4 separate regions of the Mus musculus genome follow, and regions 2, 3 and 4 are each linked to region 1. Evidence: chromatin contacts called from public HiChIP or PLAC-seq and promoter capture Hi-C data. All regions are on one chromosome and are shown on one strand. Each heading gives the region's core, a stretch centred on a gene start, on an enhancer-like site or on the middle of the called end of the contact. The rest is flanking DNA. Distances are from core to core; before and after follow the strand shown.

Region 1 (7,814 bases), core at 1,693-4,192:
TGTCTTCAGCTACAGCAGAAGAGGGCATCAGATCCCATTACAGATGGTTGTGAGCCACCATGTGGTTCCTGGGAATTGAACTCAGGACCTCTGGCAGAGCAGTCAGTGCTCTTAACTGTTGAGCCATCTCTCCAGCCCCCCCCCCCCCAAGGGAAATTTCTAGGACTGAGGTGATGTAGGACCTCCTTGGAGTTTTGTCCCCAGTGAGACCTTTGCCTGTGACAGCTGGTCATGAGGTCCCAGGCACCAGAACCATTCTCAAGAAGAAACTGCTGTTTAGTCCCCTTCACTTAAGGTTAAACAAAAAGGCTCCAGGCTAAGAGGACTGTGGATGCTACATCCTGTTACCTAAGTAGGGTATGCCTCTACCTAAGGCTTCAAACCCTCAATGGGACAAGGAAACCCAGAACACATTTCTCCCCTACCTGCATTCTTCTTCATGCATATGCAAACCACACAGAGACAAATGATGAACAAAATGAAAACCATGGCAACAATCCAAATCCAAGGCTTTTGGTACCATGCAGGCTCTGGGAAGCAAAGGGAAGTGAAGGGAGGGAAGGGCAGGAGAGGGGAAGAGAAGGTGAAGACCATTCATCTCTCAGCCCTGACCAGCTCAGGGTCTACAGAAGGCTCCAGCTTTCCCTGAACCCAGCTCTGCACCCACACCCTCCTTACCCCATCTCAGGATGAGGGGCTCAGGCAGCCCCTCATGGTACACATGGCATGTGTAACTCTGCTCTTTCCCAAGAGGCACCACCACAGCTGCCCACTTCTGGAAGGTTCCATCCCCTGCAGGCCTGGTCTCCACAAGCTCCATGTCCTGGGTCAGCTCCTCCCCATTCAACTGCCAGGTCAGGGTGATGTCAGCAGGGTAGAAGCCCAGGGCCCAACACCTCAGGGTGACATCACCTTCAGGTCTGGGGTGACGGGTCACATGTGCCTTTGGAGGGTCTGAGGGAGAGAGTTGAAAGGATGAGGCATCGTGCTTTCTTCTGGGGACTCAGCAGTGTTCATGTGACCATCCTGGGGTGGGATTATGGTGTCCATCATCTAGACACCAGCTAGAGCACCTGCTCCTGGGAGGATCTGCTCTTAGGGATGCCTTAGGATGTGAGCAGGACAACATGGACAGGAGGCTCCAGGTCTCTGCAGACTCATGGGAAGGGCTTCTGGTCCTCAGCTGGGTGAGGGCCAAGAGACTGAGAAAAGCTGGAGTCTGACTCCAGAGACACTGAAGTCTGGGGCACAGAACAAGTTCTGAGAAATAGCTCCCAATTGGCCTAGGATCATTGCTCAAGTCAAGAATTTGTTGATCAGTTACTAAAAGATTGGTCTCCAAAATGAATTTCTTGCTAGTAAGAGAGGGGTTGTCCTGTGAAGAAGTCATTGTTTTGTCACAGATCTGGAACACAAGAGCCTCTTGCCTCTCTGGACTTGGGGAGGAGTGAGAAAAGTCCTTCCCATTCACCTGCCTCCCTCTCCTCTTTTGCGAATGCTAAGGATCTAAACCAGAAGTTGTGCTTGCTGGGGAGTGCTCAACTGTGAGCTGTACTCCAAGTCCTCTCTTCCCACCCAGCACCTCCAGCTCTCCAAACTCCCAGCAAGTAGCCTAAAGGAAACAGACATGGTTTGGCTCCCCTGGGCACCTGAACGCAGCAGCCTCTCCTTCCCTTTTTCCAGGTATTTCTGCAGCAGATCTGAGCAGTGGCTCTTCAGGTCCTGAGAGATGTGAGGTACAGTGCTGTTTCCCACTGTACAGGAACTTGGGTTTTCGTTCAGGGTGGGGAGATCCTCGCTATCATAGGCGAGCTGGTTGTACCAGAGACACAGGTGCCGATCTGGCTCCACATCGCAGCCTTGCAGCCACTGTAGTGTGTGAGAGTCTAGGAAGGACATAGTTGGTGGTCAGTCCTGTCGCAGCAACACGAGTAGAACACAGACCAACTCCAAGTAAATCCCTGCAGACTCTTGGTTTTTGAGGAACTGGGCATGTGTTGGGTGAAACTCTGGTCTAGTGAATATGGACAACCCTGGTACATCCTTGGGATGGGTTCGGATCACTCACCGTCCATGCTCTTGTTGTAAAAATGAACCAGGGTCATCAGATTCCTTTCAGACAGCTGTCCTTGAATTGTGACTATACGAGTCTGCTGCTCCCAGTTATCTGCTTCCTCCTGCTCCAGCCAGGGTGCCATCCTCGGAGTCTCCTCCTTGCTGCTGAAGCGCAGGACCTGCATGTCGTCCACATAGCCGACGATTATGAACCAGGGCTCCCCAAGGCCAGGCCGGGACACAGCGGTGTAGAAATACCTAAGCGAGTGTGAACCTGGGAGGAGGAGCGCGATGAGACCCCGACCTCCTCCTCCTCGATCCCCATCTCGATCTCGAGCGGGAGTGCGGGCCGGGAAGGGAGCAGGGCGCCAAGCTCGGGACAGCTGAAAAAGGGGGGCTGGAGGATCTTGCTGGGTGGTGCAGAGACTGGGTGGTGCTATCCCTAGCCTTCCCAGTAGAGACAGTTTCCCTCCCCGGTCTCACTCACCCAAAGGGATCCGAGTCCAGGATGGTCTGGCATCCAGCTGCAGGAGAAGGGCGCAGACCACAGCGGCCCTGAGGACCCAGGACATCTGGGACTGGGCAGATCTTGGACAGCTTTATAAACTAGAGCGACAGCGATTGTATTATCTCAGAACCCAACTTCAAATTACAGTCGCGAGTGATTGGAAAACACCAGAAAATCTGAATTTTAAAAGTAACCAAATGACACTACCTCTGGTCGCAGAATCGATTGTCCCAAACTGATCCTCTGTTTTATGTTGGAAATTCTTCCAGTGGCAAAAGCCGCCACTGGGTCTGACAATTCTGCAGGCCTACATCCTGCACCTTCTTGCTCTCAACCCTGCCTGGGGAGAGGAGGGTCGCAGAGAGAGCAGGGCGGTAAAAGGCGTTCCTTTCTCCCACGTCATGACTTCCTTTCTTGCCTTTTCATCTTAGCCCAGCGATTGGCTTCTTGTCGTCGTTATTAGCCAATCAAATAATTAGGAGAAATTGCCCTACAGAAAGTGAGAACTAGTGCCAAGTCATCAATATCTAGGCAGAAAAACTCAAGAGAAGTTGGGGATTCGAAAGTGAAACTAAGCCAATTAGGGACTCTCCCAGCTACTTTCCTCTTGAGGTCCTGAGAGTCCTTGCCTGCCAGGGATTTGCACAGACTCCCAAAGTGCCCAGAAAGCGCTGAAAGAGCTGTTCCTTCACTCCGTCTTCCCGAGACCTGTTCAGAGGCTGTCTGTGGAATCCAGGGGAGACTGCACACTGATCTCAGGCCCTCTCATGGGACACAGGACTCCTCCAGAAGGAAACATCCCAGGGCCCATGTTGGCAATAGCCAGCTTTTTGGTAGAATTCACTGGAGACCTAGGTGAGATCCCTTCTCCTGTCTGTCTGTCTGTCTGTCTGTCTGTCTGTCTGTCTGTCTCCCTTCAGGACTTTCCTTTTTAGGCCAGGCTTGCCTCAAACTCAGGAGATCCACCTGTTTCTCACCCCCGAGTGCTGGCATTAAAGACATGCACTGCCAAGGACCAGTGAGTTATATTTTCTCAATGAACCTGCCAAGTTGACTAGCTCGCATTATGGAGTTTTGCACAAGGTTGGGACTCATCTCTGAAGCAGAGTTCTCAAAGCTCACAGGGAACATGTGGCAGGATTCCATTTCTCAGTTTCTGGGCAAGGTCCCCTGTCCTTGCTGGATGGAGCAGAGCAGGAATGTTGGTTACTCTCCATGGACTTTGGGTTCTTTGGGTGGCTTTATGAAGGCCATTGGAGGAAATCTCCTGTGTAGAGTCATCACACTGTGGGTCTGGGCACAGAACGCAGTCCTTTTAATATTTGCCCTGATCAGGACAGTCCCTCAGAGTAAAGTCAGCTGGTTCGGAGCCCTAATGACTTTTGCAGAGTCCCTTCACTGAACTAGCATTTGATGGACTGACCTTGTGAAGGTTAATAGTCAGGGTGGTTATTGGGGGAGGGCTGGGGAGAAGGAGCCCAGCACTGCCTCATTCTTCTTTGTGTGGGAAATGGTTGTCAGGGGTCATGAAAATCTAATTGAGCTAGAGTGAGGGTGGTAGTGAATGAAAATGGTACAGCCATTTCACAGTTCTAGTCGTGGTGAAGGAAAAGGAAGAGCTCAGACTGAACACAGCCAGCAGAATAGACCTGGCCATGAGAGGGAGATGGGGGAAGGCAGTCGGAGGAGAGAGAGAGAGAGAGAGAGAGAGAGGGAGAGAGAGAGAGAGAGAGAGAGAGAGAGAGAGAGAGAGAGAGAGAGAGAGAGAGAGAGAGAGAGAGAGAGAACCAGGACAGGGAGAAGAAACAAAGTGGCCAAGAGCATCTAGCCAAGGGAGCTGTTGGCTGGCAGCTGGGCTGAAAGTTGAGAAGATGAGGGATGGAAAGGGGTGAAGCTTAGGGTCTGGAGAGGTTCAAAGGGTAGGGGGTGGGGGTTAGAGATACTGAGAAGAGCCAGGACTCTGGCAGAGGTTCTCAACCTTCCTGAAGCTGAGACCCTTTAACAAAGTTCCTCACATTGTGGTGAGCCCAACCATAATGTTATTTTTTGTTGCTACATTATAGCTGTAATGTTGCTGATGTTGTGAATCATGTAAATATCCATGATTTCCAACTAAGTTTGGTGACCATTGTGGAAGGGTTGCTGGACCCACAGGTTCAGAATCACTGCTGTAATAGATAATGGATGCTGAGAGAAAACAATGTCTAGAGTCCCCTTTGTTAGGATAATAGGAATCCCAGTTAGGGGTTAACACCCTATTTAGCTGTGAGAATTTTAATTCTTAAAATAAGGTGACAAGAATACTCCCTTATGATATCTTAGGGCAGGTTGAAAGGCTAGTTAGGATAATTCCCCATCTTTGAAAGCTCTGGATTTCAGAGTCCTAGAACTCCACGGGATGATTGTGGGAGATTTGCATTTCTCAGTTATTGCTACTATGTAGCAAAAAGCCAAGTACAGTATCTGGAGACTCCAACCACTGATACTTCTCACAGTGTGGGACATCAAGAGTTTGGTGAGCCTGGCTCAGGAGCTCTCCCAGGTCATAGTTGTGTTTTTCTTCTTGCTGTGTTTTCTCAAGGCTTTACTAGAGCTGGGGTCACATGAGATATGGCTTCCTCTTATGGCAGCTGGAAAGGACTCAGGTTCCTGCTGGTTGTCCCCAGGAGTCCTCTGTGCCCTAGGTCTCTCTTGAGATTTTTCTTGACAGAGCAGCTGACTTCTCTGGAGCCAGTCTTTAGAGAGAGAGAGAGAGAGAGAGAGAGAGAGAGAGAGAGAGGAAGAAGAGGAGGAGGAGGAGGGAGGAGAAGATGAAGAAGAAGAGGAGGAGGAGGAAGGAGGAGGAAGGAGGAGAAGAAGATGAAGAAGAGGAGGAGGAGGAAGGAGGAGGAAGGAGAAAGAACAGGATAGTGACAGAGAGAGAATGAAATCTGTACGGTATGCTCAGTATGCAATCCCAGACCACAGCTCACCCACCAGCCTCCCTCCTTCAGGAGTAGAGTGAGCAGGTCCTGAACACCCCCTCTCCACAGGAGGAATTAATTTTACCTCTGCGAGGAAATAAATAGCTGTCTCTGTTAAAACCTACACCAAAATCCAGTGTTACCCAACATCCTGTAAGTCAGAAGAACGTTTGCTCTATCTTCTCTATTTTATCTTTAATCAAATTCTTCTCTATTTTATCTTTAATCAAATAATACGAAAACTTGGGAAAACAAAGGAAGACACCGGTCAGAATTTCTTGAAAGATCTTTAAAATAAAGTTCTTTTTAAAATTTAACCCGTTTATTTTTTATTGTTTTGGCAAGCATCACACAAAATTTGCAAAACTGCCCTGCTCGGGATAGTTACACACTCTTGTGTTACTTCATAGGAGCTGTAAATGTGTATGATTGATACAATTCTTGCTGAGTCACATTCCAGAGATTTGACATTCACATTTCCAAGCTCAGACTAAAGAAAGCTCAGGAATTCCCATTAGACCAGCAGCACACTTACTTCTATCCTCACGTGTTATTTTTAAACTGACATTTGACATTTAAAGTATTATTTTTGCCTTTATACAAATCTGTCTTCATTTGTGAAATATAGCATATAATGACAGGCAATTCTATTTTTTAAATCAAAGTTTATTTAATGACAATGTATATTTTATAATGAATTTGTAGTAAAATATTGATGTTTAAACAAAGCATTTTTTATATAAAGCCATGTTATAGTGTGCAAAATTCGTTTAGAATATTGATGGTTCACCAAAGCTCATGTGATTGCCTGAGAACATGACTGTAGGTTTACTGAGGGCAGAGCAAAATTCACAGCAAGGTTGATGATACCCTTGTCATTATGTGTGTTAAGAACTGATGGTAGAGCCGGGCGGTGGTGGCGCACGCCTTTAATCCCAGCACTTGGGAGGCAGAGGCAGGTGGATTTCTGAGTTTGAGGCCACAAGGCCAGCCTGGTCTACAGAGTGAGTTCCAGGACAGCCAAGGCTATACAGAGAAACCCTGTCTCGAAAAACCAAAAAAAAAAAAAAAAAAAAAAAAAACTGATGGTAGAGCCGGGCAGTGGTGGCACATGCCTTTGATCCCAGAACGTGGGAGGCAGAGGCAGGCAGATTTATGAGTTCGAGGCCACAAGGCCAGCCTGGTCTACAGAGTGAGTTCCAGGACAGCCAAGGCTTCAACAGAGAAACGATGTCTGGAAAAACCAAAAAAAAAAAAAAGAACTGATGATAGCCGGGCAGTGGCGGTGCACGCCTTTAATCCCAGCACTTGGGAGGCAGAGGCAGGAGGATTTGTGAGTTTAAGGCCAGCCTGGTCTACAGACTAAGTTCCAGGACAGCCAGGGCTATACAGAGAAACCCTGTCTGGAAAAAAACAAAAAACAACAAACAAAACAGAAAAAAAAAGAACTGATATTGCAGGGGCTGGAGAGATGGCTCAGTGGTTAAAATCACTGGTTGCTCTTCTAGAGGACTGGGGTTCAATTCCCAGCACCTACAGGACAGCTCACAACTGCCTGTAACTCCAGTTCCAGGGGATCCTACTCCCTCCCCAGACTCCAGGCAGGAAGGTTGTGCACAGACACACATTGGGCCGAGAAAACCATACATATTAAATAAGTAGATAATTTTACATTAAATAAATAAATACATACATAAACAAATCAATAACTGATGCTGAGAACCAACTGTGTGGGAATCCTCATAACCAAGAGCCCTTGGTTTCACAAAGTGTGATCACCAACAACCTAACTGGCAGAGACCTCATTGCAGTCTCTGCAGGCCATAGTGGTTCCTGCCTTCAACAAGGCACTTGGAAGGCAGAGACAGGTGGATTGACAAGGTCTACAGAGTGAGTTCCAGACAGTCAGAGCTACATAGTGAGAGCCTGCCTCAAAACCAAACCAAACCAAACCACCAATAATGTGAGAACCACCAGTAGATTTGATGTTCATTTTCAGAGGCAGAAGATAAATCTGTATTTTCCAGTGAAAATTTGACAAAAGTCAAGCCCTGGCGTGTTTTCCCTCAAGTTCTAAGGTTAAAAAACTGCTTAAGTGTGTGGAAGTATTGTTATTTACATCACACAGTCCCTCCACCACTTAGCTCCTGACAGCAGCTGAGCCTTCTATATCCAGGAAGACCTTCCACTGGAGAGCCCTGCTGTGAAGTGTCAAAGCTGGAATGCCTTTAGCAAGTGTTGGTGTGAGAATCCAACACAGTCACTGTGTAGCTGCTCCCAGACAGTTG
Region 2 (7,814 bases), core at 4,147-6,646, 910 kb after region 1:
CTGTATCTCCTCTGACCACACCTCCTATAGAAATGGGCCTGGCCTGGAAGGTAAATGGGCTGGTTTTACTAGATACCTTGGATTCCTCCCTTTGCCCTTCCTTTAAATCACTCTAGTTCCTATCTGGTATCAGTCTCTCTCAGGTATCAGTCTCTCTCAGTAAGTAGTCTTGCTGACCTGGCTCCCGTACCCAACCCAGATTCAAGGTTTTTGCTTTGTGTTGTTGTTGACACAGGGTCTTACTATGTAGTCCTAAGGGGCCTGGAACTTGCTATACAAGCTGGCCTCGAACTCACAGAGTTTTGCCCTCTTTGCTTCCCAAGTGCTGGGATTAAAGCCACCACACTTGCAGATTCAAGTATTAGTCATCATTCTCCCTATAAGTCCCATCCGCCACTCTTCCACCAACACCACACACCAGCCTCCCCTCAGGTCTCCATGCTGGGTTCCTTGACCAGCATAGTCTTTGTCCAAGTCCAGTTCCACAAAAGTGGTGGATCAGAGCACAAAGCGGCTCTGTGCCTTAGTGTCTTCCCATCCTGGTCGCCCTGGTCGCTAGGGGAACTGCGAGAGGACTCAAGCACCTCTGCTCTTCTTCACCCTTCTCTCTAGACTTAAAAAACGTACCATGTGTTGTTCCCCCTCTCCCCTCTTCTGCAGCTGACCTGACGCTCGACCCTCGCACAGCACACCGTGATCTGCTCATCTCCTCTGACTACCGCGGCGTGAGTCTGGCTCCACCCGGAACGCCTGCGCCGCTGGACAGCCCCGCGCGCTTTGATCAGCTCCCGGCGGTGCTGGGTGCGCAGGGCTTCGCGTCAGGCCGCCACTGCTGGGAGGTGGAGACCGCGGAAGGCGCGTCCTTCAGAGACTCTACAGCTCAGGATGAGAACGCGGGAGAGAGCTGCTACGCCGTGGGCGCTGCCGGGGAGTCCGTGACCCGCAAGGGCCTCATCAAGCTGTGCCCATCGGAGGCTATATGGGCCGTGGAGGGCCGCGGCGGCCGCTTGTGGGCGCTCACGGCTCCAGAGCCCACCCTGCTAGGTGGTGCCAGGCCCCCGCCGCAGCGCATTCGCGTGGACTTGGACTGGGAGCGGGGTCGTGTGGCCTTCTATGACGGCCGCTCATTGGACTTGCTCTTCGCCTTCCAGGCGCCGGGCCCGCTCGGGGAGCGTGTCTTCCCCCTGCTCTGCACTTGTGACCCGCGTACCCCGCTGCGTATCTTGCCTGGAGAAGCCTGAGCCTCAGGTCTCTAGCTCCTACCCTACCGCAGTAGTCCAGATGGCCTCGAGGCTACTTCTGTCCCTTGCACAAATCCCCACCTGTTTCAGTGACCTTGTCTGTAACACCTATCGGAACAGGAGTATTAATAAGCACCCTTTGTCCACTCACATTCTCCCAAATCAAAACCTCAACTGGCTTGTACATTCGTGCCTTTAAGCCAGTCTAGTCCCGAGTCTCCATGACCTAAGACCTTTTTCTTGAGTCCTCTTTCCGTACCATTCTAGGCCAGGCTAGAGAAAGAGGCTCTGTTTGTACCACCAGTGTTGGGAAACAGTCCTAATTTACCTCCAATCCCAAAAGGCTCAGGGCATGATGCACAGCAGGAAGTCTGCAGCTTCCTGCTCATGTCCACTCTGAGGATTCTCAGAGGAAAAAAAAAAGTCTTCCTAAGACATTTAACTCATAACCTAAGCCGCGCAGCTCAAACCTGAAGCCTAGAACATAAATTCTAGGATATGTATGCAAGCCAGTCTATACTCAACCTTTCATTTATGACTGTTTCCTCTGCTCGTGGCCTTTTCCCATTGAACACCCTCTTGGAACTTTATCTTGCACATAAAAGAACTAATGGTGCTACCTCCTTCCTCAACCCGGGAGCAACTCAGGCACCCCAAACATTCTGTATAGTCTCCCATCCTTCCCTTGTGTATAAATGGGCCTGTATTTAACACACTGTGCAATGTTGGGTTATTTATTTTGTGCATCTGTGGCAATAAATGAGATCTAAGTGGTGCCATGGGTTTTGCTGATTTCTGTACTGTGCACAGCCAGAGGCCTGGAGGGCAGTACCCAGATCCTAGCACCAGCCGGGGAGGGCTGAGAGAGCAAGACACCTGGGTTGGCAGACACCAAAGCCTAGGCAGGAAAGGGTAGGAGCATACTGCAGGGGCCTGTCCCCTCATCTCTTTGCTTTCTCCCTCTTTCCTTTTAGGGACCCAGGCCCCTAGGACACCAATGCTGAAGCTCAAAGATTAAAGGCTGAGAAAATCATTGGCTCTAAGTCAGTGGTCTCAGCCAGCTTTGTCAGAAATGTTATATTCAGGACATGGCTATTTTTTTTTTTTTTTTGGTTCCACTTTCCATTAGGTGTGAATGACAAAGACCTCTCCTAACTCCTTTGGAGAGCCATAAGGGGTAAGAGGAGCAGAAGGGCCAGGGAACCCTATAGTCTCCACACAACCTTACATCCCACAGGCAAGAACTAAGATTTAGGAAAACTGCATCAGTAGAAGAACCATAAGCCAGGATTAATACGCAGAACTGGGGTGCAAGATTGCCTGGCATCTGATTGGAGCCCTGGCAGTGAAAGCTGGGACCGTTGAAAACCCAGTTGAAGTGCTTGGGACTCAAGCTGAGGGTGCAGGTGGCCAAGATACTGGATCCCAGGACAGGTAGTTTGGCAGTGAGAACAAAAGGGATAGACTGGGACCAAGATGCCTGGATCCCAGGCATGGGAGCAAACTGTAGGGAAGCAGGGGCTGGGAGAACCCAGAAGCCTGGGTTCTGGAACAGCAGCAAGTCAGAATTCCAGGATCTGTATCCACCCTCCTCTTCCTCTTCTCTATCACTCAGGAGACGGAAGAAGGGGGCAGGAGAACGGAGGCAATGGGTGGAGTCCCCATGTCAGATGGATATATTTGGGGCAGGCAGACACATGAATGGTGAGAGGGATTTAGTGCTGCATAGGTCCTGGAGGGGGCTTAGAGGGATCAGGAGGCTGTGGAGGAGTGGTTGGGGTGGGTGCTGGGGTTGTAGGACGCCGTCCTTTGCGGTGACCCCGTACACAGTGCTTATGACTACAGCCTTCTTCTTCATCCTCATCACTCTCGGTGGAGCTCTCGCCAAAGGCCCGAGGCTTCTCATAAATACAGCAGCCTGAATGGAGAGAGAGAAAGCCAGCTAAGAAGGATGAAGAGCAGTGTTCAGTCAGTTTCATTTCCACCAGATCTGTGTGAAAACCTCTCCCTACTTTTCTGGAATCCAGCTGCCTTAGCCTCTTCCCCCAGGAATTCAAGAGAGAGTCGGAAAAACCTGACTCCCATTCTGCCATGGCTTGCCCCCGCCCCCACCCCTAACTCCAGGCAGTTGGTACCGCATAGTTTTATTCCCACCTATTTTTCTTTCCAACCAAGAACTCGATAGAGCTATAAAGCAACAGTGAGATGGTGGCCAGGGACACTGGGCCACCCACACTCACATTTCGACGAGCGTCGCCCCATATGCTCATTGTCCACAGTGTCACTGGACCACTCCACCTTCTTCTCTGGCTTGCGTTTCCGAAGTTTCATAGTTAGGCTCTGATTCTCCTGAAAAGTTAAAAGAGGTGTGGGCCCATCTGACTCACTTCCTCTTGATTTTTCCTGTTTCCTATGGAACCTCCTTTTTTCTCTTCCCTGGCTCAGTCAGTAACACACATCATGCCCCTGGAGAGGCAGGACAGCCTGTTTGTGGAGAGTATGAATCCCTGTTCTTGATAACCAATAGTATGCAAAGAAGGCAATTCTTAAACTAGGGAAGGTGCCAGCAAATTGGCAAACTAAGATACAACCAACGCTATCACCCTTGGTGGCATTAATATATGAATGTTATTTTCTCCCTTTCCTGTGACTGGCCTTTGATCTCACTTTCTTCTTCACACCTCTTATTCATGTTCTAAAGAGACTGAGGTATGTAATCTCAGCACTTGGGAGACTGAAATGGCCTCTGCAACATGGTATAGCTATTTTCTCAGAAAAAAATAAAATAAAATAAAGCAGGGATGGGGAGACATCTCTGTTGGTAAAGCTCTTTTGGTGCAAGCATGAAGACCTGAGTTTGATCCCTTGTATCCACGGGAACAAAAACAACAACAAAAAGTCAAATGTGGTGGTGGTGGTGGTGCAAAAAGGCAGATCTCTTGCTAGCCAGACTAGCCTATTTGGCCAGCTCCAGGCACAATGACTCTGTATCATAAGTAAATAAATAAATAAATAAATATAGACCATGTCTCAGACATCTGAGGTTAACTTCAGGCCTACACACACACACACACACACACACATATCAAAATAAAACAAATATCCAAAACCCTCCTTCTACAAAAAAGCCTTCATTCTTTCTTCTCTCATCTTCAAGCCCAGGGCTCCCTAATCCTATCCACTTATTCTTTAACATTCTGGCATCTCTGGTAATAACTGCTAAACTACTAATCTCCTTCAACCCAGACATTGTCAAACCCAACGCATCTTTCTCCCTTTGAAAGCAATTTGTTTTTGCAAAAGTTGTTTGCTCATTTGCTTCTCTCCTCCCTGATCTGCCAAAACACACTTCACCTTATTTTCTTGTTTCCTCATTTCCTCCGCTTTAACACGCACCCATTCCATGACTATCTATTGGTAAGCACTATTGGTAAGTACTCGTTCTGTACATTTGCCTCCAAAACCACGCCTTCTCAAATGGCGTTTCACTTCCTCCCAGTACCTTTCTGGCTCCTTAACCCAGTTTCCGTTTATTACGTACATAGACCACCACCCCAAGCCTTAACACCTATACTCTAATTGTAACTACGGATTAAACAATCCTTGACCAGTCACTTGAACCATTTGAGCGGCTCCAAGCATCTCTATTTAGTTCCTTGCGATTTTCCCAATAAGAGTAAACCCCACATGATGTCCCAGATCCCAAACCCACCAACTTTCCAAACCCCCCTCCCCCTCCCAGTGCCTCCCAGACCCCTAAATAGACCCCCTGCCCGCCTTTCTCACTGGCTCGGTTGTCTCGGTAACCGTTGTCTCAGTAACCGTTGTCTCAGTGACGGTCTCACTTATCCCGGCCCCTGTCTCCGCCATGGCTAAAGCGAAAAGCGAGAAAGCGGGATGAGACACCCTTTCCTTTTTCTGAGCCTCAGAGATCTAAGAGAACCGGTACAAGACTCGGAGTAGAGGCCAGGATGCTCTAGCTTCTTAATCTCCCCTACTCCTCCACGGCCTCTGCTTCCCCACCCCTGGGGAAAACCTGTCCAACCCCACTTCCGGCCTTTCACTTCCGGTTGTGACGCATCCTGCAGAACACAGTTTCCCTTCCCCACCACCGCCTGGGTCAAAGCAGGCGTCGCCAGAATAGTTCCGCCGTAATGCAATAGTGCGCAGACGCTGAGGTTGGCAGAAGTGATGTCATAGTGGGGGGGGTGGGGCTAGGCAAGGCTTAAGTTCATTGGCTGGTCAACTCGAGGCCGTTGTGCTGAAAGGATGAGGTCTGTGTGCCTAGAATCCTTACCCTATCTGCTGTATCCATAAGCTTAGGTGAAAAAATTAGGTGGGACAGGGAGCTATCTCCAAATTCCTTTTTATCATTCTGTCAAGGAGCGGTTTTCCAGGAGCAGGAAATACACTGGGTTCTAGCCGTCTCCCTGTTTGTTGATATCCCAGTGAAGGTACACTAAACCTGAAATTTTTTGACTGTAGTAGGCCCTAAGATTAAAGCCTGAAACACCTAGATTACCATTTAGCTCCCAGTTTGAGGAATGCAAAGGTTAGATGCAGGGGGCAGAGTAACAAATCCAAATTCATCTGGTTAAATTTTGTTAAATCTCTCCACTATCCATCCAAAAATACCAGTTTTTGTTTCCTTACAATGAGAAACTAGATTTAGATAAGATATATGTATAATACATATAAGTGCATCTTTTTTGTATTGTCCTTGTAATGGTTTTCATTTAGGCTTACTATGCTCGAGAGTCCAAACGGGGGGAGGGGGCTCTAATTTGTAAGCTCCTAGCTTGTACAAACTGTCGTGGCAGCCCGCCTACCTCTTTTAACCAGACATTGAAGGTTTTTTTTTGTTTGTTTGTTTGTTTGTTTGTTTGTTTTGTTTTGTTTTCCCAAATAGGGTTTCTTTGTGTAGCCTTGGCCCTTTTGGAACTCTCTCTGTAGACCAGACTGGCCTCAAATTCAGAAACTTACCTGCTTATGCCTCCTCCAGTGTTGGGATCAAAGGCCACCACCACCACCCAACAAAGAATTATTTTATTATTATTATTATTCACTTTACACCCTGTTCACTGCCCCTCTCCCAGGTACTCCCTCCCACAATCCTTCCCCCATCCCCATCCCCTTCTCTGAGTTGGGTGGGATCCCCCTGGCTATCCCCACACCCTGACACTTCAAATCTCAGCGACACTAGGTGCTTCCTCTCCCACTGAGGCTAGACAAGGCAGCCCAGCTAGAAGAACCTGTCCCATGTACAAGCAACAGCTTTTGGGATTGTCCCTGATCCAGTTGTTTGGGACCCGCATGACAACCAAGTTGCACATCTGCTACATATGTGAGGGGAGGACTAGGTCCAGCCCATGTATGCTCTTTGCTTGGTAGTTCAGATTCTGAGAGTCCTAAGGGTTAGTTGACTCATTTGGTCTTCCTATGATGTTCTTATTCCCTTTGGGACTTGAAATCCTTCTTTCTATTCTTCTATAAGAGTCCCCAAGCTCCTTCCAGTGTTTGGCTATGGGTATCTGTATCTTGAGTGAGCAGCTGGGTGGAGCCTCTCAGAGGACAAGAAGCATGGTATGTACTCATTATAAGTGGATATTATCCACAAAATACAGGTACCACAGTACACTCCATGGCCCAAGTGAGGACTCTTGAATCTCATTTCGAAGGGGGAATAGTCATAAGTCAGATGGAGGAAGGGAACTGGGAAGGTGGGGCAATGGGGAAAGGAATAGGGTGGAGTCAGGATCCAGTGTGGGGAAGGACAGGAAGAGTTGGCTAGATGGCCATGAAAATGAATGGAAATCTGCAACTAGCAGGGGTGAGGGGTTGGGGGAGAACTTCCCAGGATGAGGCAGAGACCTGGGATAGAGGAGGCACCCAAGAGTCAGTGGAGGTGACCTTAGCCGTGATTCACACATCAGGGACATGGAATCTGAAGAACCTACCTCTGTAGTCAGGCAGGACCTCAGTGGATCAAGACACACCAATCCACCCACAAAACTTTGAACCTGATATTTGTTCTGTCTATAAGAAAGGCAGGCACAGGGGATGGAGCAGAGGCTAAGGGATGGCCAACCAATAACCCTGTCCAACTTGAGACCCATCCCATGGGCAGGCACCAGTCCCGGACACTATTAATGATACTCTGTTATACTTGCAGAAAAAAAAAAAATTAAATTGACTGCTCTTGTAAAATTTGCTATTCTAGCAAGATAATAGGCCATAAGACTATTTCTGCTTTTGTAATCAAATTTACCTATTCTGCTCAATGGCTAAGACAACTAACTGCAAGACATATGCTAAAATTAGACTCTGCCTATGTGTAGACAGAATATATGTAATCTGGTGGTTTCTAACTTTATAAGCTTTGATGCTGCTTCTTGGGAATGCTCTCAATTGCAATCTTGGTGCCATGAGTATTTAATAAAGACTCTTATTAATTTGTTTATGGTCATGGGGAATCTCTTAGACCCATAAAAACCTCATTCCAGACTCCATCATTTTATTATAGTTTTTTCTTTTTTTATATCTATATCTCTACTTCACCTAAATTTCCTTTGG
Region 3 (7,814 bases), core at 2,062-4,561, 720 kb before region 1:
GTGACCCCCAGGTCTTCTCAGATGATGATGGGGTAGAGAAGAACTCCACTTGGAGCTTGCTTTAAAGGTGACAAAGCCAGAACTACTGGGTGAAAATCTGCCTTTCATCTTGTCTGTCAACAGGACCCTGTCCAAACTGTGGACAAGCAGGACACTGCGGAGTTGATGGCCCTGCTTTGGATCTTCTGGACTGGGCAGGGAAGACTGAGGTTGCCCTGGGTCCTCCGTCCCCAATGAAATTAAGACTACTTCAGTGGTTGTCTAGGTAACGGATAAGTCTGCCATTTTTAATAGGTTTGGAAACTGCTTAGTCTGTACTTCCTGTTTTCTCAGGAGAAATTCATCCTTCCCAGATCTCTGATGGTGTGGACTAGGGAGAGCTTTGTCAGTTTAACAGCGAGCAACAGCACAGGCTTCAGGTGCTTCTCAGTTCTCTTCATGTGCAAAAATCATGGACACTTTCCTAGAGTTGCTACTGGGTCTCCACACTGACCACATTGTGACCAGGTTCTAAGAAGAGAAAAATTCACACAACAGATTTCAATGTAACATTTTACTATTCCTTTATGTAAAGGAAGTTTTTTTTACCAGTATGTTTGCTCTCAGTAACCAACCACCTGTTTCTTGTGGTGAATAATTGGATAGAAAAAATGTAAAGTTTATGTAACTTCTAAGGATACGAAATGTTAAGTACGTTACAATGATCTTAAAAGTGTGCTTTCAGATCTCTGAACTGGACTTATAAAAGTCAAAAGTGTTTTAAATTCAATTTATAAAGGTCTAAGGAGGTGATTTAAGATGTATAAATGCAGTTTGTAGAGGTATAAGAAAGTGATTTAAGGTGTATGTAAAAATGAAAAATGTTTCAGATCTTTCCTCTCTATGCTATTGTTACATTAAGATCTAAAAGTTTCAGAGTTTTAACATTCATCAATGGAGTTCTGATGAGTTATTGATCTATCTATGATAATCAATAATTGCTATTATAGTTACAAGCTCAAGATTATGAATTTCCTATGGTTGTCTTCTAAGAATAGACTTAAAAGTGCTTCTCACTGAGCTAAAAACATCTGTCCAATCTCTATGCACCCTGTGTTCTGGATAGAGGTAGGAATCTTCGTGGTTTTACCTCCAAATCCACTTTTGGAGTCCACAAGCTTTTACTAAGACTCAAAGGCATGAGTCTGCTGCCGTTTTTACAATGTGAAGTTCAGCACAGAATCCACAGTGGTATGTTTACATGTCTAAAATTTATCTCATTTTGTAAACTTTTAAAATTCTTTGAAGCTTCAAAGAATCTACTTGAATCCACTTCCCACAGGTCAAATGGACTCCAGATAAGAACTGTCAATCAACAGCCTGTTTCATCTCCTGCCTGTTCAGCTTAGTCCTAAGGGTGGGGTTATCCTCTCCTTTTCTGTGGTCTTGGGATGCCCCACCCCCAACTAATAAGCCTATGGGTTTAAAACATTAATCCTAAAGAAAAAAATTATTCTAGCCTCCTTAACATTACCTTCTGATCTTTATATATACAGATAGGTTTCAGTAAAATGCTAGCTCCAGGTGTTTCCTCAACCTCTGCATGCCAGACACAGCTTCAAAGCACCTGCCCCATGATGGTTCAACTGAAAGATGCATCTGCATTCCCCAGCTGCAGGTGGTCCTGCAGAGCCTGGACAGTGAGGGAACAGCATGCTTTTTTTGAACCTACCCAGCATCCCAGCTTTCTTGGGTCCCCAAAGATAGTGACACCTCCCCCAAGACAACAGGAGGATTCTAAAGAGCTCAGTAACCCCATTTCTGCTTCACCAGACACCCCTTCCTATTTTCTCACCATATATAGTAAATAAGAAGAAGGGATGTCTGTCAACCAATGACCACCCACATTCCAGAACCAGCCTGCTTTCAGCCTCTCAGTTCCAGAAGCCACATCATCACCAGCCACCAAATGTGACACATTTCTACTGTAGCCACAAGTTGTGTATCCTTATCCAGCTCAGGTCTCCACAGCCCCCTCTTTTTCTCTTCCATACTCACTACCCACCCACAATAAATCTCTCACATGAAGTCTGTTGTGTTGTGTGACCTTTGCAAAACCTCATGGTTCTCTGATCCATGCAAGAACTCTAACAAGCCCACAGGGTCAGCCCTGAATGTTTCCCCAGCTGGGCAGGTGTCTGTTGGAGCAGGACCTAAAACTGCAAGAAGTCTGAGCACGAAGGGAAATTGTCAATGTCCAAAGTGTGGAAGAGCACTTCTCATTCCTTTTTAATTCTGTGTCTATATGAATGTCTATATATCTATCTGTAAACTACCTACCTACCTCTCCTCAGTCTCCCCCAAATCAGATTACCCTGTTCTGAGGTAATAAACTGTCCCTATTTCTCTCCCCATCTCCTCCCTTGCACTGACTTTATCAGTCCCTCCCGAGGTTATATCAATATTGTCAAACACAGGCAGGGAGAGAAATGTCCTCAGACTGAGGGGCAGGAATGGAGTTGGACCCCACTGTGCTCCCATTCCTTGCATTCCAACTGTTTTTCCATGGGGCCTCCATCCACAGGGCAGGTCCCTGGCTCAGCTCAGAGGGAGGAACTCACACATCCTCCTCCCTCAGCTCTCACTGAGTGACCCTGCACCAGGAGGCTGTGCTGTTTGCATTTTGTCAACTCCACACCAACTGAGACATATATAAGAAGAGGATCCTGAATTGAGAAATTGCATCCATCCAGGACGCTTTTGGGAAAGTCTATAAGGCATTTTTAAAATTATTATTAATGATCAGTATGGAAGGGCTCAGCCCACTGCAGGTGGTCTTGGCTGGTGATCAGGGATTGTATAAGAAAGCAGGCTGAGCAAGCCATGAGCTACAAAGCTATTAGCACTGGTCCCCATTCTCTCTGCTTCAGTTCCCACTTAGAATCCTCTCTCAAGTTCCTGCCCTGAATCTCTTCAATGATAGACTGAGATGTGGAAGTGTAAACTGAAATAAACCCTTTCTTCCTCAAGTTGCTTTTGGTCATGGGGTCTTATCACAGCAATAGAAACCCTCACTAAGACACAGCTGCACAAGGGCCTCACTCTGTTCCCTGCAGACACCACCCTCTCCTGCAGCTCAGCTCCTGCCCCTCCCTTGCCCTGGAGCAGCACCACTTTATAGCTCCTGGGGATCTGATGCCCTCTCTGACCTCCTGAGGTAGCAGGAATTATCTGGCAGGTCCATTGGGTGGCAGGATCCTGGGGAACCAACCAGCTACTCTGTGGGCGCTGGTTATAAAGTCCACGCAGCTCGAGGGCCTCAGATGCCCTGTATTCCAGATGGGGCAATGGCACTGGGAAGGCTGCTCCTGCTGCTGGCAGCCGCCCTGACCCTGACCAAAACCGGAGCGGGTGAGTGCGGGGTCCGAAGAGAAACGGGCTCTGAGAAGAGGGTCGCGGCCGGCACCTGGGATGCTGCGTCCCCGCGTCGCCCACCAGACCCTCCGCCCCTTCTCCACCCACGTCCCGCGCCCTGCTCCCCTCTCGGACCACGGACCGCCGGGAGTCTCGGGAGGAGGTCCGAGTTTCACCGCGCGCCGCCCCCAGGCTCACACTCGCTGCGGTATTTCGAGACCTCGGTGTCCCGGCCCGGCTTCGGGAAGCCCCGGTTCATCTCTGTCGGCTACGTGGACGACACGCAGTTTGTGCGCTTCGACAGCGACGCGAAGAATCCGAGATATGAGCCGCGGGCGCCGTGGATGGAGCAGGAGGGGCCGGAGTATTGGGAACGGAACACACGGAGAGTCAAGGGCAGTGAGAAGAGATTCCAAGAGAGCCTGAGCACCCTGCTCAGCTACTACAACCAGAGCAAGGGCGGTGAGTGACCCCTGGTCGGAGGTCACGACCCCTCGACGTCCCTACACAGGGGCCAGAGACCTCCTGCTTCTCAAGTCCCAGGTTCAGGAGCAGAACTGACCCGGGACCGGATTCCCTTTCAGTTCTGTGGAGTCGCGCGTGGGCGGGGCCGGGGGAGCGAGGCGCTGACCCAGGGTTCCTGCAGGCATTCACACCTTCCAGAAGTTGTCTGGCTGTGATCTGGGGTCAGATGGGCGCCTTCAAAGCGGGTACCTGCAGTTCGCCTATGATGGCCTTGATTACATCGCCCTGAATGAAGACCTGGAAACCTGGACAGCAGCAGATGTGGCAGCTCAGGAAACCCGACGCAAGTGGGAGCAGGCTGGTGCTGCTGAGAAACACAGGACCTACCTGGAGGGCAAGTGCCTGATGTGGCTCCACAGATACCTGGAGCTCGGGAAGGAGATGCTGCTGCGCACAGGTCTCTGGCTGGGGCTCAGTCCTGGGGAAGAAGAAACCCTCAGCTGGGGTGATGCCCCTGTCTCAGAGGGGAGACAGTGTCCCTGGGTCTCCTGATCCCTCATCACAGTGACTGCACTGACTCTCCCAGGGCTCAGGCTTCTCCCTGGACAGTGCCCAGGCTGTCTCAGGAGGGAAGGAGAGAATTTCCCTGAGGTAACAACAGCTGCTCCCTTCAGTTCCCCTGTAGCCTCTGTCAGCCATGGCCTCTCCCAGGCTGGGTTCTCTGCCCACACCCACTGTGTGTGGACACTGACTCCTGTCCTGCTGAGTGTGTCAGTCCTTACACCTCAGGACCGGAAGTCTCCTTTCCCTGACATGGACTCCCCTACACTAGGCTGGTTGCCCCAGTTTCTAGAATTTTCTAAAGAATACATTCTCCCAGATCCCTCCCTGTCTGTGGGGTTTGCACCCCTTCGACAACCCAATTCTCTTTATTCCTACACTGGTGAATGGTCACATGAGGCCTTATTGGGAACCCTGGAGGAATATAAATCATGGAATTTCTTTTTCTTTTTTTCTCTCTTTTCTTTTTCTTCTTTCTTTCTTTTTTCCTTACTTTTTTTTTTTTGTGGAAGGCATTATTTTGCTTGTAGTCATCTTTTGTCTGCACTGGAATGATCCTGTTTCTCCCTGCCCTTGTATTATCATGTGTATCAGTCTACACAGGTGCCAGGGAAGGCTGCTAACCTGGATAATTTGACAAGTTAAATCAGGGTTCTCATTAAAGGAGAGATTCCTGTGAACTTAGAGTGTTTCCTGTCAGAACTAAACACCCAGAAGCCTCCTGCTCTTCCTCTGCCCCCCACAAGTTACAGTGCCCCCCCCCCCCAGTGAATCAGGACTTGGACTCTGAGAGACAGGGTCTACTGCAATCCAGGGCTGGAGTGAGAGGGAAGACCACACACCCCGTGAGCCCACTGTGTTCCAGTGAGTGCTGCACTGGGGTCCACAGCTCACTCCAGGGATCCTGTGTGACACACCTGTACCTTGTCCCCCAGAGTCAGGGGCTGGGAGTCATTTTCTCTGGCTCATCACTTAGTGATGGCTGTTCACTTGAACTGACAGTTAATGTTGGTCGACGAGATGACAACAGTTGTAGTCTCAGTTTTAGCACCCTTTCAGTAGCATATGTGCCTAATATCTGATTTTGATATGAACTCAAACACATAATAAATTACTTATTTTCCATTCCCTCTTCCATTCTTTGACTACGTCTCTCATGCTATCTAACATTACATAAGGATGACCATGGTGATCCACTGGCTCATGTGGATTCCATCATAGCTTCTGAGTCCCAAAAGAAAATGTGCAGTTGTGTGCTCAGGGACCAGCTCTGCCTACTGGTCACTAGTGTGATGACAGTTGAAGTGTCAAACGGACACGTAGTTCAGTGTCATCATTGTTTTACCTGAGTCTTGTGTAGATTTCAATTTGTCTTGTTAACCCTGTGATTTCTTAAATCTTTCACACAGACCCCCCAAAGGCACATGTGACTCATCACCCCAGATCTCAAGGTGATGTCACCCTGAGGTGCTGGGCCCTGGGCTTCTACCCTGCTGACATCACCCTGACCTGGCAGTTGAATGGGGAGGAGCTGACCCAGGACATGGAGCTTGTGGAGACCAGGCCTGCAGGGGATGGAACCTTCCAGAAGTGGGCATCTGTGGTGGTGCCTCTTGGGAAGGAGCAGAATTACACATGCCATGTGTACCATGAGGGGCTGCCTGAGCCCCTCACCCTGAGATGGGGTAAGAAGGGTGTGGGTGCAGAGCCGGGGTCAGGGAAAGCTGTAGCCTTTTGCAGACCCTGAGCTGCTCAGGGCTGAGAGCTGGGGTCATAACCCTCACCTTTATTTCCTGTACCTGTCCTTCCCAGAGCCTCCTCCATACACTGTTTCCAACATGGTAATCATAGCTGTTCTGGTTGTCCTTGGAGCTGTGATAGTCATTGGAGCTGTGGTCATCATTGGAGTTATGGTGTCTTTTGTGATGAAGAGGAGGAGAAACAAAGGTAGGAAAGGCCAGGGTCTGAGTTTTCTCATAGCCTTCTTTAGAGTGTCCTCTGCTCATTAAATGGAAACACAGCCACACCCCTCATTGCTACTGTCTCTAACTGGGTCAGCTGTCAGTTCCGGGAACTTCCTAGAGTCAAGATCTTCCTTGAACTCTCACAGCTTTTCTTCTCACAGGTGGACAAGGAGAGGACTGTGCTCTGGCTCCAAGTTAGTGTGTGGGGCAGGATTGTCCTGAGGCCATTAGAGTGAAGCTGGAGATGTTAGGAGCTCTGGGAATCCATAATAGCTCCTCCAGAGAAATCTTCTCCAGAAAAATCTTCTGGCAGCCTGAGTTGTACTGCGATATTAATACATACATATACATGTGCATATACATTTGTTTTATTTTACCCTAGGCAGGGACAGCGCCCAGAGCTCTGATATCTCTCTCCTAGATTGTAAAGGTGACACTCTGGTGCCTGATTGGGGAGGGGCAATGTGCATATGATTGGGTTTCAGGGACTCCCAGAATCCTGTGAGTGGTGGGTTGTTGGGATGTTGTCTTCACAGTGATGGTTCATGACTCTCTTTCTCTAGCATGAAGACAGCTGCCTGGAGTAGACTGAGTGATAGCCAGTGTGTTCAGGTCTCTCCTGTGACATCAAGAGTCTTTAGACATCAGCTTTCTTTAGAAAATGGTGTCTCATGTTCTCTGCCACACCAACCCCAGTAGCAGCCATGTGACAAGTTGCACAGACTGAGGTATACTTCAAAAGAAGGAGGCCTCCTGGAACCAGTTGTGGAACTCTTGGCCAGAGTATTATATTGAGTCTTAGTTCTCATGGCAATTGATTTATTTTGTTTTCTCTTATTCCTTTTCTTATTTACATGTTCCTCGTAACCTAGGCTAAGATCTCATGTGAAAGTAATGGGTTAGAAACCATCCCTAGAATTGGGGTCACTAACATGACCTTATCTGGGGAAACCAACGCTTTACTTTAGAAATTATTTACAAAATTATATAATAGTATTACACAGATAAAAACTTTTCCAACAATAAAATTTCATGTGGCTACATGTGTGTTATCGGAGGTGGGCTTTGGCATGTGGTAAAGAAAGTCTTAAATAAAAAGAATTAACATAGTTTAAATTTAAGCACTGAAAAAAATCAGGCATTAGATGTTAAATAATAATTGACCATAAAGATTTATTAACATGTCTTGAACATATGCCAGTAGCCTTGGATGACTGCCCCACAACTTATATTCTTTTAGAGTTGTTATACTTCAATCATTTCTACTCTTCATGATGTCACCTGTTCTGTTTGTGATTCACTGAACACATCTTTACAGAGTTGTAATGTTTGCCTGATTTTTGTGCTTTCCTGTGCCAAATGATAATGATGGTATTTGTGATTGCTTCACTGGACACATCTTCAAAGTGTTGTAATATTTGCTCTTTTAAT
Region 4 (7,814 bases), core at 3,774-6,273, 660 kb before region 1:
CATCTGAGTCATCAAATCATGGCCCCATAGAGAGACCGGAACAGCCAACACATATGGCTGAAACTGTCCAGAATGTCCTTCCTCGTCCTTCCAATATAGGAAGCGGGAACTCATTTTGGGCATCTGAGCGTAGCCGAGTCCTCTCAGAGTTTGTTCTGTCTGTTGCTTAGGCTAACCAGAGGGCCAATCTCTGGTACTGATGATACTATGATCAGCACCAGTATCTAGGAGACCAGATATAGCTTTTCCTTCAATCCTGAGCTTCAGTAGGGGTCAGGTATCAAGATTTAGAGAGCAAAATATATTGGAGGTCCCAGTAGAGCCAAATCCCTTGTCTCCCCATTCTGAATCTTTGGCTGGAAATTGAGAGTAACAGCTGGGCAAAAGGAGCAATTGAGCTATCCTATCGCCAGGGGAAATGGCAATGATGCCTCTAGGGGAAGATACCATAATCTTAACCCTTCCTGTAAAATCTGAATCAATTACTCCTGGATGAACTATTAATCCTTGCATGGTAACAGAGCTCCTTCCCAAAATCAGTCCCACCGTATCAGCTGGCTGTGGGCCTTTAATGTCTGTGTCCACCAGCTTGACTCCCATGCGGAGTGTTAATACGAGTCGGGTGGTGGAACAGAGGTCTAGTCCTGCACTCCCTGTTGTTGCTCTCCGGGGTGACTCCATTGCATCGGTGGCCTCAAACTGGACCATCCCTCGACTACTGCCCCATATATTTGAGGGCCCTGGGGTCGGGGGCCCCTTTTCAAGTTTTTTGGCCAGGAACCACCATATCCGGGAGCAAGAGGCTGTCCGTAAATATCTTTAACTGACCTACACTCACTGACCCAATGATTTCCTTTTTTGCATCTAGAACATAACCCGGGCACTTTTGGTCACTGGTTTCTAGCACCACTAAATTGTGGGCATTGGCATTTCATGTGGCCTGGCTGTCCACATTTAAAACAGTTATTTATTCTTCTGGCCACCTTTTCCTTGTGATATCTGTATGACAGCGGCAGCCAGGCCAGAATTAGAAAGAGGACTCCTATTTCTCTGCATATTTTCATCCAGACCTCTAATCCTTTTTGCTTATATGGATTAATTGCTTGCCTGCATTCGTTGGTGCACTGTTCAAAAATCAGCTGCTTCAGTAGAAGCATGGCAGCATCAGGGTCTCCAAAAACACGGTCTCCTGCCTCTACAAGATGAGCCACAAAATCTGCAAATGGCTCCATGGGGCCTTGGATGATCTTGGTTAAATTCCCACTCACTTCCCCTCTATTAGGAAGGGATTTCCATGCTTTTGTTCCTATCTAATAAGATCTGTTCTTCTATCAAAAGATCTGTTCATAAACCTGGATGGGATAATTTATTTGAGCCGCTACAAATCTTCCTTGCCCTAACAACATGTCCTGATCCCAGGCGGGCTGGCCTGTACCCGCATTTATTGCTGCTTGCTCTGCTGCAAACTCAATGAAAAATGCCTTCCAGTCTAAATATTGGCCTGGTGACAAGCAGGCGCTAGACAGATTCTGCCAATTGCTTGGAGTCATGCAGTAGCAGTGCAGGTTCTCTAATTGCGCTCTTACAAAAGCAGCGCTGACACCGTAAGTACGAACCCCTTCCGCTAATCTTTGAACAATCTTCCAATCAAGCGGCTCGTGATAATGACCTCCCTGTGCATCCTGAAATACAGGAAAGCACTGGGCTCGCAGTTCCCTCCAGGTTTCTGAATGCAGACTATGCCCCGATGCTCCGTCAGGGGCATACGGAGGCGGCCACGGTGGCCCTGGCGCCGAAGGTTCTACCTTCATTTTCACTTTCTCTAGACTGTCGGCTATGCTTTCCAGATCATCCTCAGACATATCCCCATCACTAGAACTTCCTTCTGCCTCTGACTTTTGGGATAGCTCCTCTCTCACCTGATTCAGTGCCTCATTGCCCTTTTGGAGTTCCGCTCCACAATTTCCTTATCCTCAATACAATTCCGTACTAGCTTCCACACTGGCAGCACCCCTTTAGTGAGAACTCCCTGTTCTTCTGCAAACTTCAAGTCCTTCCCTAACTTCTCCCAACTGAGCCCCGTAATATGTCCTGATATGGGAAACCAAGGAGTGACCTGATCCACAACTTTTAAAAAGTTCTCCAGGGTCTCCTTTTTCAGCCCGATTCCTTTCACTTTCAGCAAGTCCTTAAGGGCTTGGTGCACTGTTTGACCTGAGGTTGAATTTCCCATTGGGCTTGGTGCAACTTGTCCCCAAACCAGGAAACTTATCGTCTCAATCTGAGAACTTAAATTGTCCCATTTACATGGGAACCTTACCAGCTAGCTGCCCTGACTACGATGAGTTCTGAACATCCCCGCACGGGCCACCATTTGTTGCCTCCGATTCCGACCAGCAGAAAGGAACTACGACACATAGCGTTCTTCTCAAAGCAGTTTATTCAGGAACCTTTCAACATGCATGCAGGAATCTCTCTCCAGAAATCAATCTCTCTAGGAATCTCCTTACTCCACCCCCAATCGCAATCCCTTATATAACCCCTCAACCACGCCCCATCAGCCCAGTCCATGTAACAGCAGTCCATTGGCCAGAATCATCACTCATCATATGGTCCGATCCTGCATCATGGTGCACCTGCTCAGTTCTCACAATGGTCGTGACTTTTTTTAAGGTGTATGAGGAAGTCAGGTACAAGTCATAAGACTTGGCTGCAGTCCCGGGCGCCATCTTGGGACTGTTGCCACACCGGCTCCTCACACCCAGTGTCTCAGCCTTTGCTTGCAAATCAAGTCCTGAGTTCTCAGCTGTTCCTCCACCACCTTCACTCTGTCATCATGGACTCAAAACCTCTGAATCTAGAGAAGAGATTAAACACATTCTTTTATATGTTGCCTTGGTTACAGTGTCTTATCACAGTAATAAAAAACTAACTGAAGCTGGTGTGGTGACACAGGCCTTCAATCCCAGTGTGGTGGATTGAATAGGTGGCCCCATAGACTCATGTGTTTGAAAGCTTGGCCCACAAGGAGTGGCACTATTAGGAGGTGTGACCTTGTTGGAGGAAGTGTGTCACTGTGAGGTTGGGCTTTGAGGTCTCCCATGCTCATGCTCTGCCCAGTGTGGAAGGAAAGCCTCTCCCTGGCTGTCTTTGGATCAAGGTGTAGAAGTCTCATCTCCTCCAGCACCATGTGTACCTGCACACTGGCATGCTTCCTGTTATAATGGACTAAATCCCTGAAACTGTAAGCCAGCCTCTACTAAATGTTTCTCTTAGGAAGGAATGCCTTGGTCATGGTGTTTCATCACCACAACAAAACCAAAACTAAGACACCCAGCACTTAGGATGCAAAGGCAAGGGCAACATGATCTACATAATGAATTCCCGAATAGCCAGGGCTGTGCAGATAGACCTTGTCAAAAAAAAAAAAAACAAAAAACAAAAAAAAAAAAAAAAAAAAAAAAAAACAACACATAGTAAAATAAGAAGAAATGTAATGGAGACAGATCCTCTCTGTGAAGCACTGCCTAACCCCAACAGCATCTCTAGGTTGGTCAGGAAGAAACCTAAGAGCATCAAATCCCCACGGAAAATGCTCACAGCATCCAATAACAGTGGTTCAGGGAGACAGGGTCTGCTGAATCCCGGTGAATCTGGGGGGCTGCTGTGGAGATCTGCATGGGGAGGTGACTGGAGTTCACACCGGTGGTCACACACATTTGTTGCTCTGTGTGATGAGTGACTCTCTTCAGGAGTCCCCACCCAACTCTGCTCTTCTTTCCACTTCACTTCTGTGGCTATGGTTTGAAAAGATCCACAGAATCATGAAATGGGTAAAATTAATCTTCCCCCACACTACTGATCAGGGATGAAACCTCACATCACCAGTGTGTGCTCTCTGGCATGAGAATCATCTTTCTTCCAGTGTCCACACTGCACAGGCCTGAGAAACTCTGGGGCCAACTCGGTTATCAGAACCAGTGTCCCACACAGCTGTGACATTCATGTCCCTCACCTCATCAGTTCAAAAGTGTGAGTGAAGGTCAGGGAGGGAGGGAGAGGGTCAGAAATTACATAGCTTCTACCGTACTATCATCATTATTCTGTGTTATAGTTGGTGACAGTTCCTCTCCTACTGTTATTGAGTCACTAAAGCAACTGCACCATGGAAGTACAGTCACAGAGAAGTGAAGTGGAGACAGGGATCAGTGCCCTGCTGTCTGTGGTCTGCACAGGGGTCTCTCTTCAGTGGACAAGGGGGTCTCCTGTGCTGAGACAATGTCCCAGGTCCACAGAGACAAACTCAGAAGGAAGATCTTTGTTTTTAAAAAAACAAAAAAGAAACAAACAAAAAACCTGCAGCCACAGACTTCATCTAGGAAGTGACACAAGGAATCTGTGTCCCAGCACAGGGCTGAGAAGACAGATCCTGAGGGAAAAGACGAAGTATCCTCTTTATAGAAGAGAGTCCTGCACTCAGGCTTGGCAGTGTGAGCCGCCCACTGCAGGTGAACAGAGCCTGGTCTCTGTGGTGTTCTAATGGGGCTTGCAGGCCAGCGCCTCTGCTTTAAGGAGAAGCCTCTCTCCACTGCATCCCCAAGCGCTTGTGTTGCCATTGTATTCCTGGAAGTGGCTTTTCTTCTGGAAGGCTCCAGGGTCTGACTTCTGAAGAGAAGAAGGAAGAGGAAGGGTGGAGGGAAGATACAGAGAGTCTGGCCTGCAGGTCTCTTCTCTCCTGGTGTCCTGACAGCTTCTGGGTCAGAACTCGGAGACACCAAGACAAACAGCTCTCTGTCCACAGCACAGGGTTCAGGCAAAGTCTTAGTCTCCAGGCAGTGAGATCAGGGGTGGGGATTTCCCATCTCCCCAGTTTCACTTCTGCTCCTAACTTGGGTCAGGTCCTTCTGCCCGGACACTGATGACTTACTGGCAGTTCTCACCCCCATTGGGTGACGTGATCACCGGGAACCAATCATCGTCGCCGCGGGAGCAGGTTATAAAGTCCACACAGCCCGCCAGAGTCAGATGCCCAGAATCCCAGAGGGGAGCAATGGCGTCAACAATGCTGCTTCTGCTGGTGGCAGTCGCCCAGACCCTGATCGAGATCCGCGCGGGTGAGTACCGGGTCCGGAGGGAAATGGCCTCTGAGGAAAGGGGAGGGGGCGGCACGGGGGAAGCCGCGTCCCGGCGTCGCCCACCTGACCCTCCGCCCCTTCTCCACCCTAGCCCCGCGCCCTGCTCCCCTCCCGGCCCGCTCACCCGCCGGGGGTCCCGGAAGGAGTTCGGGGTCTCACCGCGCCCTGCCTCCAGGCCCACACTTGCTGAGTTATTTCTACACCTCCGTGTCCCGGCCGGGCCTTGGGGAGCCCCGGTTCATCTCTGTCGGTTACGTGGACAACACGGAGTTCGTGCGCTTCGACAGCGACGCGGAGAATCCGAGATATGAGCCGCGGGCACCGTGGATGGAGCAGGAGGGGCCGGAGTATTGGGAGCGGGAAACACAGAAAGCCAAGGGCAATGAGCAGATTTTCCGAGTGAACCTGAGGACCCTGCTCAGCTACTACAACCAGAGCGCGGGCGGTGAGTGACCCCGGATCGGAGGTCACGACCCCTCCACGTCCCAAAACAGGGGCCCGAGACGTCCCGGGCCCCAAGTTCGAGGTTCTGAGCAGAACGGACGCGGGACTGGTTTCCCTTTCAGTTTGGAGGAGTCCGCGGGTGGGCGGGGCCGGGGCGTGTGGGCGGGGCTGACCGCGGGGTCCCGCAGGCTCTCACACTATTCAGGTGATCTCTGGCTGTGAAGTGGGGTCCGACGGGCGCCTCCTCCGCGGGTACCAGCAGTTCGCCTACGACGGCCGCGATTACATCGCCCTGAACGAAGACCTGAAAACGTGGACGGCGGCGGACATGGCGGCACAGATCACCCGACGCAAGTGGGAGCAGGCTGGTGCTACAGAGAAAAGCAAGGCCTACCTGGAGGGCGCGTGCGTGCAGTCCCTCCGCAGATACCTGGAGCTCGGGAAGGAGACGCTGCTGCGCACAGGTGCAGGGGCCGCGGGCAGCTCCTCCCTCTGCCCTCGGGCTGGGGCTCAGTCCTGGGGAAGAAGAAACCCTCAGCTGGGGTGATGCCCCTGTCTCAGAGGGGAGAGAGTGACCCTGGGTCTCCTGATCCCTCATCACAGTGACTGCACTGACTCTCCCAGGGCTCAGCCTTCTCCCTGGACAGTGCCCAGGCTGTCTCAGGAGGGAAGGAGAGAATTTCCCTGAGGTAACAACAGCTGCTCCCTTCAGTTCCCCTGTAGCCTCTGTCAGCCATGGCCTCTCCCAGGCCGGGTTCTCAGCCCACTGTCTGTAGACACTGACTCCTGTCCTGCTGAGTGTGTCAGCCCTTACACCTCAGGACCAGAAGTCGCCTTTAACTGATGGGAGACATGGACTACCCTACACTAGGCTGATTGCCTCAGTTTCCTGAATTTTCAAAAGAATACATTCTCCCAGATCCCTCCCTGTCTGTGGGGTTTCCACCCCTTCGACAACCTAATTCTCTCTATTCCTATAGTGGTGGTCACATCAGCCCTTATGGGGTACCCTGGAGGAATATCAATAGTGGAATTTCTTCTTCTTCTTCTTCTTCTTCTTCTTCTTCTTCTTCTTCTTCTTCTTCTTCTTCTTCTTCTTCTTCTTCTTCTTCTTCTTCTTCTTCCTTCTCTCTCTCTCTCTCTCTCTCTCTCTCTCTCTCTCTCTCTCTCTCTCTCTCTCTCTCTCTCTCTCTCTTCGATTTTTTGAGATAGGGTTTCTCTGTATAGCCCTGGCTGTCCTGGAACTCACTTTGTAGACCAGGATGGCCTCGACCTCAGAAATCCGCCTGCCTCTGCCTCCCCAGTGCTGGGATTAAAGGCGTGTGCCACCTTGCCCAGCCTTTCTTATTTCTTTACTTTTTTTTTTTTTTTTGGAGGGGGTAATTTTGTTTCTAGTCATCTTTTGTCTTTTGTCTGCACTGGAGTGATCCTGTTTCTCCCTGCCCTTATATTATCATGTGTATCAGTCTCCACAGGTGCCAGGGAAGTTAAGACAAGTTAAATCAGGGTTCTCTTTAAAGGAGAGATTCCTGTGAACTTAGACTGTTTCCTGTCAGAACTAAACATCCAGAAGCCTCCTGCTCTTCCTCTGTCCCACAAGTTACAGTGCTCCCCCCCCCCCCCCAGTGAATCTGGACTTGGACTCTGAGAGACAGGGTCTTCTGCAATCCAGGGCTGGAGTGAGAGGGAAGACCACACACCCTGTGAGCCCACTGTGTTGCAGTGAGTGCTGCACTGGGGTCCACAGCATACTCCAGGGATCCTGTGTGACACACCTGTACCTTGTCCCCCAGAGTCAGGGGCTGGAAGTCATTTTCTCTGGCTGAGTGTCAGAGGTTGACACCATTTCTGCTACACACTCTGTGATGGCTGCTCACTTGGACTGGCGGTTATGCTAGTTAGCAAGATGAACACAGTGGTTTAGTCTCAGTTGTCACACCCTTCCAGTGGCATATGGCTCTAATTTCTACTTTTGATACGAACTCAAACACTTATTAAATTAGTTAGTTTCCATTCCATCTTCCATTCTAGTCCATTCATGCTAAAGAACATCACATAAGGACTGCCAGGATGACCCACTGGCTCATGTGGATTCCCTCTTAGCTTCTGAGTCCCCCAGAAAAATGTGCAGCTGAGGAAACCAGCTCTGCCTGCAGGTCACCAGTGCCATGACAGTTGAAGTGTCAAACAGACACATTGTTCAGTGTCATCAGTGATTTAACTGTGCCTTGTGTA

The links. Promoter capture Hi-C pulls out the DNA fragments that hold promoters and counts their contacts. HiChIP or PLAC-seq counts read pairs in DNA pulled down with a chosen protein or histone mark.
Region 2: a promoter capture Hi-C map of embryonic stem cells shows a contact between it and region 1, with 2.6 times the contacts expected there. The contact joins the promoter of Ppp1r11 here to the promoter of H2-T22 in region 1. A contact is called at or near these places in 2 of 39 promoter capture datasets (embryonic stem cells and hippocampal neurons).
Region 3: a contact with region 1 is called in an H3K4me3 HiChIP or PLAC-seq map of embryonic stem cells, with 8 times the contacts expected there. The contact joins the promoter of H2-Q1 here to the promoter of H2-T22 in region 1. A contact is called at or near these places in 2 of 115 datasets of contacts at active chromatin or transcription factors (embryonic stem cells and stem cell-derived neural progenitor cells).
Region 4: a contact with region 1 is called in an H3K4me3 HiChIP or PLAC-seq map of embryonic stem cells, with 4 times the contacts expected there. The contact joins the promoter of H2-Q4 here to the promoter of H2-T22 in region 1. A contact is called at or near these places in 2 of 115 datasets of contacts at active chromatin or transcription factors (embryonic stem cells and stem cell-derived neural progenitor cells).

The regions. Positions count from the first base shown.
Region 1 is chr17:36,039,800-36,047,613 of GRCm38.p6, forward strand. H2-T22 (histocompatibility 2, T region locus 22) reads right to left here and starts at 2,943. Exons shown (of 9, transcript NM_010397.5): 1 at 2,543-2,943; 2 at 2,069-2,329; 3 at 1,650-1,886; 4 at 679-954; 5 at 426-530. The coding sequence starts at 2,627. Gm6034 (predicted gene 6034) reads left to right here and starts at 3,162. Exons shown (of 3, transcript NM_001034909.3): 1 at 3,162-3,418. The coding sequence starts at 3,331.
Region 2 is chr17:36,946,396-36,954,209 of GRCm38.p6, forward strand. Ppp1r11 (protein phosphatase 1, regulatory inhibitor subunit 11) reads right to left here and starts at 5,397. Exons shown (of 3, transcript NM_029632.3): 1 at 5,028-5,397; 2 at 3,482-3,590; 3 at 1,960-3,159. The coding sequence starts at 5,111. The coding sequence ends at 2,957. It overlaps Rnf39 (ring finger protein 39), which reads left to right. Exons shown (of 4, transcript NM_001099632.1): 4 at 661-1,591. The coding sequence ends at 1,241. It overlaps Gm33595 (a long non-coding RNA gene), which reads right to left and starts at 687. Exons shown (of 2, transcript XR_385575.3): 1 at 1-687.
Region 3 is chr17:35,317,236-35,325,049 of GRCm38.p6, forward strand. H2-Q1 (histocompatibility 2, Q region locus 1) reads left to right here and starts at 3,312. Exons shown (of 8, transcript NM_010390.4): 1 at 3,312-3,390; 2 at 3,586-3,855; 3 at 4,040-4,315; 4 at 5,829-6,104; 5 at 6,232-6,366; 6 at 6,545-6,577; 7 at 6,766-6,813; 8 at 6,947-7,814. The coding sequence starts at 3,327. The coding sequence ends at 6,951.
Region 4 is chr17:35,374,594-35,382,407 of GRCm38.p6, forward strand. H2-Q4 (histocompatibility 2, Q region locus 4) reads left to right here and starts at 5,024. Exons shown (of 6, transcript NM_001143689.1): 1 at 5,024-5,114; 2 at 5,227-5,580; 3 at 5,768-6,043. The coding sequence starts at 5,051.